Regions from separate parts of the Ovis aries genome. Here region 1 is linked to region 2. A link is a contact called in public Hi-C data. All regions are on one chromosome and are shown on one strand. Each heading gives the region's core, a stretch centred on a gene start, on an enhancer-like site or on the middle of the called end of the contact. The rest is flanking DNA. Distances are from core to core; before and after follow the strand shown.

The links. A called contact is a pair of places that touch in the nucleus more often than the background predicts.
Region 1: a contact with region 2 is called in a Hi-C map of liver, with 1.6 times the contacts expected there. The contact joins the promoter of SOCS3 here to the enhancer-like site in region 2. A contact is called at or near these places in 3 of 16 Hi-C or Micro-C datasets (blood and liver).

Annotation. Positions count from the first base shown.
Region 1 is chr11:53,172,976-53,175,902 of ARS-UI_Ramb_v3.0, forward strand. SOCS3 (suppressor of cytokine signaling 3) reads left to right here and starts at 1,368. Exons shown (of 2, transcript XM_027974200.3): 1 at 1,368-1,979; 2 at 2,557-2,927. The coding sequence starts at 2,651. LOC121820651 (a long non-coding RNA gene) reads right to left here and starts at 1,460. Exons shown (of 2, transcript XR_006061292.2): 1 at 1-1,460.
Region 2 is chr11:53,134,363-53,137,274 of ARS-UI_Ramb_v3.0, forward strand. The region is part of intron 7 of PGS1 (phosphatidylglycerophosphate synthase 1); the gene reads right to left. Among named protein-coding and RNA genes, the nearest start is that of PGS1, 23 kb to the right of the region's middle. Within about 2 kb of position 1,484, at least 8 of the 54 cell types and tissues checked have an H3K27ac peak or open chromatin away from gene starts, as enhancers often do. A contact at or near this core is called in liver, where this site is marked.

The DNA.
Region 1 (2,927 bases), core at 118-2,617, 38 kb after region 2:
ATTATTATTCCTGCTTTACAGAGGGCAAAGCCAATTTCCAGAGAGGCTGGGTGTCCTACCCACAACTCATTTACTCCTCTGACATCTGTGGGGAGAGAGGTGAATGCACGGAGGAGAGAGTAGCAAACCAAAGGCGCGGAGAGGTGCCTATCAGCTCCCAGAGACGCCAAGGAGCCAGGTCTCCGGAGTTTTCTTTCCCCCTCCCTTTCCTTATCCTCAGAGGCGGGGAGTCCGGGAAGAGGGCAGGGTCAAAGCTGTCAGCCCCTGCGTTCTGAGAGATGACAATCTAAGCGCTCCTAAACTGGTACTCAGGTGTCCCCAGCACCCCACTGCCTGTTTGGGGCGCAGAAAACTTTCCATCCTTCATAAAGCTGGCCCTGGTTAACCCAAACCACCCACATCCACGCCAACGTGACCAAGAACAAATCCGTTGTTCACCTTAAGCACCTCCCCTTCTCACCCCCGGGGGGAGATCGGACCCCCCACACTGGGGGAGCGGAGGGGGAATATTCTAGGCGGTAGGACTGGGTATCTGAAAGTGGGCTGAACTGAAAACTGCTTTCCGTAAATTCTCCTCTGCTGGAATTTTTTATTCCCAGGTCTAATTCCAGACTGTGATGTTAACTCTCCCTGGGTCCCCCACCCGCGACAAATTCCCCCGGCCCCAGCTCTTGCGCCAGCACCCCCACAGCCCCTGCGTTTCACGTTTCAGGGCTTGTGGAACTCCACTCCACCTCGCAGACCCCAGGGCGCCCTCTAGCGGACGCGGGGCGCGGGGTGGGGCCATCGCTCGCCCTCGGGCCCGTCCCGCTGCTTGAGGGCACCTGGCAGGTTCGGAGACTCAGAAGGGCCACCGCGATTGCTGCTTGCGTTTGTGTCTTTGGAGCGGTGGGAGGCGGCACTCATGTCGGCAGAGAACCTAGCAGGGGGCCGATGGACTGAGACCGGACAGCTGCCACGCAGGCGGCGTTCCTTCCACGCTTAGGACTCCCGGCTTCACCTCGGGGACAGGCCCACGGGTGACGCTCGCGCTTTCTTCCGCCCCCAGGCTTCCAGGTCCGGTCCTAGTTTCGAGGCCCGGCTTTGGGAGTGGGGGTGGGGTGTCCCCAGTTCCCCAGAGGCGGGCATGGGCCTCCTGGGGCCGCGATCGGAACCCCGGGCAGGAGCGGGTGGGGGCGAGGTGGGTGGGTGGGTGGGTTGCGGGGGGTCTCCCCGCGAGGTCCGAGAAGAGGGAAGAGGGGGAAGCCAGGAGCCTCTCCCTCTTGGCCTCCTGGAACTGCCCGAGCTCCGGGAGCGGCGCCCCCGCCTCTGCCAGAAACTGGCCTTCTTAGAAGGGAGGGGGAAAGTGTGAATGAGAAGTTGGGGGCGGAGCGCGCGCGGGGGAGGGGCCGCTGCCAGGAACGCGCCGCCGGGGCTGGCGCCGCGCCCGCCGGGCCGCCCGGGCCGCCTCGCGCCGCGCTTTGTCTCTGCGCGCGTCTCTGCGGGTCCCCGGCCCCGCTCGCGGCCCGCCCTCGGCCGCCCGCGGCCCCTCCCTCCGCTCGGCGCGCAGCCTTTCATTGCTGCGAGTAGTGACTAAACATTACAAGAAGGCCGGCCGAGCAGTTCCAGGAATCGGGGGGGCGGGGCGCCGGGCCGCGTATATACCCGCGAGCGCGGCCTCCGCGGCGGCTTCGACTCACACTCCCCGCGCCGCCGCCGCCGCCGCCACTCCGGCCCCGCACGCAGCCCGCCCGGCCCAGCTCCGGTCGCGGCCCCTCGCCTCGCGCCCCCTCACCCCCCACCGCCCGGCCGGCCCGGGGGCGCGCAGGGGGCAGGGCGGGCGCCCCGGCGAAGCCCGAGGGACGCGCGCGCGAGGCCCCTTTGTGGACTTCGCGGCTGCCAACATCTGGGCGCAGCGCGGGCCACCCACCGCTGGCCGCCGTGCCTTGGGGACCGTAGGAGGCGCAGCCCCGAAGCCAAAGACTTCGGTTCGGGACCAGGTAGGAAGGAGGGGCGCGGCGTGGAGCGGGGGGGCTGGAGGGTTCGCTAGTCCCGGGAGCTTTTCCCGGTTTCCCCTCCCCTTCCCGGGTCATTCCCGGCAGGGAGGGGACGAGATAGGGGGCAGAGTGGATGGAAGCCGGAGATCCCAGGTTCCCGGAATACCCAAACTGGGGCCCTCCGGCTTCTCGGGTCCCCTCCCTACCCCGCTCCACCCCCCACCCCTTGCCTCGGATTTCTTTCTCCGTCCCTGACCCCCCGGGGCCACCGGACTGAGCGGCGCCCAGAGCGTCCCGGGGGCCCTTCTCTCCCTCCCCACCCCGGCCACGCTCCTGGAGACCCAACTTCCGCGCCCGAGTTTCCCACTCGGCACCTTACCAGTGCGCGCTGGGGAAAGGGCTGCCTGGAGGCGGGGGCTGGGCGGGCTCCGTGGGGCGTCTGGGTCGGAACGGGGGCCCAGGTGAGCGCCTCCGGGGCAGCTGGTGTCCTGGCCGCTAGGCAGAGGCAGGGGCGCCGGGGCGGGGCGGGCGCGCTGGAGGGTTCCGGGCACTCACGCGGCGCGCGCCTTCTTCCCCGCAGCCCCCCGGGATGCGGTAGCGGCCGCTGTGCGGAGGCCGCCGAACAGCTGCAGCCGCCGCCGCCGCCGCGCAGCCCCACGCTGGCTCCGTGCGCCATGGTCACCCACAGCAAGTTCCCCGCCGCCGGGATGAGCCGCCCCCTGGACGCCAGCCTGCGCCTCAAGACCTTCAGCTCCAAGAGCGAGTACCAGCTGGTGGTGAACGCAGTGCGCAAGCTGCAGGAGAGCGGCTTTTACTGGAGCACCGTGACGGGCGGCGAAGCGAACTTGCTGCTGAGCGCCGAGCCCGCGGGGACCTTCCTCATCCGCGACAGCTCGGACCAGCGCCACTTCTTCACCCTCAGCGTCAAGACCCAGTCGGGGACCAAGAACC
Region 2 (2,912 bases), core at 234-2,733:
TTCCTGTAATATGCCTGCCACCCCCCAACACACACACACTCACACAGGGGCCACATCAAAGCCACGAGCTTGCCCATTTGTCTCGCTCAACCGACTGCACCCCGCCCCACTGGGCCGCTGCATGTGAGCAAGCACGCGGCTCACCTGACCACACGTCCAGACCCCGGGGGTGGGCAGGCCGGCCCCAGCGCCCTGCGCCAGAGGCCCTGTCCTCTGCAGGCAAAGCTCCCCACCTGCCCGAGGCTCAGCCTGACCGCCCCAGCTCTCCTTAAGGCTGGAGCGGGGCGGGACAGGCGAGATCTCCACCAGCGGCTACTATTTCCACTATTCTGTTTTCTTCTTCTTTAATTTTCGGCTGCTCCACGCAGCTCTGTGAGACTGTAGCTCTCCACCCAGGGGCTGAACTTGTGCCACCCGCAGTGGAAGTGCAGCGTCTTAGCCACTAGACTGCTAGCGGAGTCCCTGCTCTAGCCCTTCTGATGCCAAGAGCAGCCCCGTAAAGACGCTGGGTCTGCTCGGTGCTGCCTGTCCAGCTGTTCGGAGAGCGGACAGTGAGAGCCAGGACAGGGAGGCCCCGCCTGCACGGGTGACATATGGCAAGGCTGAGGAGGGCCACTTGCCACCCGGCCGAGGCCCCTGGATCCAGGTCTGTGGGGAAGGTTAGAGGGGCCTGGTCTGGCATGCCCTCAGTTGTAACATTTGCCTAAGCAGGGACCGCTCCCTTGCACGGCAGTCTACAGGTCGGCCACCAGAGGCGGACGGCCCAACTCGGCCTGGCCCACAGCTCCCCCGCAGGACCACTGCTTCTCAACGAGTTTTCATCATGGACCCCTGAAAGGAGCTTTTCAACCCCGCTTAAGGTGAAGACTGTTTTTTTCAGCACTCCCCTGGAGAGCCCGTCTCCAGCCTGTGGGGCGCTGTCCCTCCGGCTGGTCACGTGTGACACACACCTTTCTCATCCTTCCTCTGCCACCTCTGCCTCCTCCAGGTGAGTGCTTGGATTAGAGAGAGCGCACCTTTAACCTACTAACCACTCTGGGAAGGCCTGCTATCACCCCGCCAACTTCCCCGGCAGTCTCATCTGCACAATCTTTCTCCATCAAAAAGAAAACAGAAAGACCGTGAATGGTGAGACGCCACCGTTGGTGCGTCGTGATGGAGCAGGGCTAGTGGAGTGAAGGAAGTCAGGGGGACACCACACGGAGCCCCCGGCAGCCCAGGACAGGGGAGCCGCTATGAACAAGAGCCCTTCTAGACTGACGCTCGCCAAGTTAGGGGCTCTTAGGCTATGGGTCTGTGCCCTGAGGACAGCTGGGAAACGTGCATGCGGGGAGGCGAAATCGAGAGGCCCTCTTGAGCTCCTGACCGTCTGAAGCTTCGGCCAGACCTGCGCTGCCACTCAGGATGTCAGGGTGAGGACACAGAGGGTGAGCCTGCTGGGCAGGACTCGCTGTCAGGAAACCCAGCGCTCCCAGCCCAGCCATAAACTTGTTATCAAGCCCCAGGTCCTCATCCCGGGGCTGACCTTCGGGCCCAACCCCTCCATCCCACATTCCCGGAACCTCTGATCAGGGATAGATTCTGCAACAGGAATGACAGTGCGGGAGGGGAGAAAGTGCTGGGGAGGGCCGGCGGGGTGGGGGCGGGGTCGGTGCTGAACTTTAGCACCAGGACAGCAGGTCTCACTGCAAAGGGAGTGTGCCACGCACGAGTACAAGGTGACGACTCTGAGGCCGACGCCTTCCGCTGCCTCCCAGCTCTGCACCTAGACCTGCTTGAAGGAGGGGGACTGCGCGTACCGGCGGTCCCTTCGCAGGCCCAGCATCCTCCTCCAGGGGAGCCCAGTGGCCCCAGGCTCCCGCAGCCCTTGCTCACCCTGGGCTCCGAGCCCCTTCCCACCTCGGTGCCCAGCCTCCAACACCCCAGCCGTGGTCTTGGGGCTCCCTCCGCCCAGACCTCTCCTGCCCAGGGTCTCCGCTCAGTGTCACCTCCTCAGAGAGGCTCTCCCCGGCCATCTAACAGGCCCATGTGAGTCTGGAGTCCCCTCCTGCCCTCGTCTTCAGTCCTTCCTGAGATGTGACGCTGGATTTGGATGCATTCACCTGCTTACTATCTGCCTCCCCATGGACTGGACACCCTCTGAGGTCAGAGGCGCCCTGCCTGCTGTGCCCTGAATGCCGCCTGGCACACGCAGGCTCCCCATAAACACCTGTGTGAACAAAGTAGAATGAGGATAATAAAGCTTCTTCCAACAGTTGATTAAGTATAAAAAGGCAAAAGGCTTTGAGGTTCTAGAGCAGGAGCACACGAACATTTCAGGTTAGAGGCCTTGAGGAGCTCCCCAGAAAACCTCAAAATCCAGCACCTGCCACCTCTCCCCCCACAATACTCTGCAATGAATTTCAAAAGGTTCTCAGATCCCTGTAAAAACCACAGGGGACACAAACGTCACAGAATTACCCTCAGATGGACAAGCATCACCTGCTCTGTGGCCAGAACAGCTGAAACACCACAGGAGGCAGGAGGCTGGTGCCAGCTCGGTCTCAGGTGAGCGGCACAGCCCCCGGGCACACCTGCTTTCCCTGAGTGAGAGCCGCCCCACATGTGCCCAGCACACAGGGTGGAGCTGCCCCCATTCTCGCTGCAGGTTCACCCCGGGCACCGTGCCAAGCGGCCTATCGGGAAGGCAGTAAAAATAGTGACAGTTCTCACAATCATTAACAGACGCCTCTGTCAGCAGGAGCCAGCAATCTCTTAATCCGGGCCCTGCCCCGCCCTCGCCACACACGTTGCGCTGCTGTTCCTGCTGTTGTTCACATTGCCTCCAGATGAAATCACATCTCAGCAGCAGGCAGAGCCCACACCCCCCAGCACGGATGTGGCCCTGGCTCCAGCACCAAATCCCATGACAC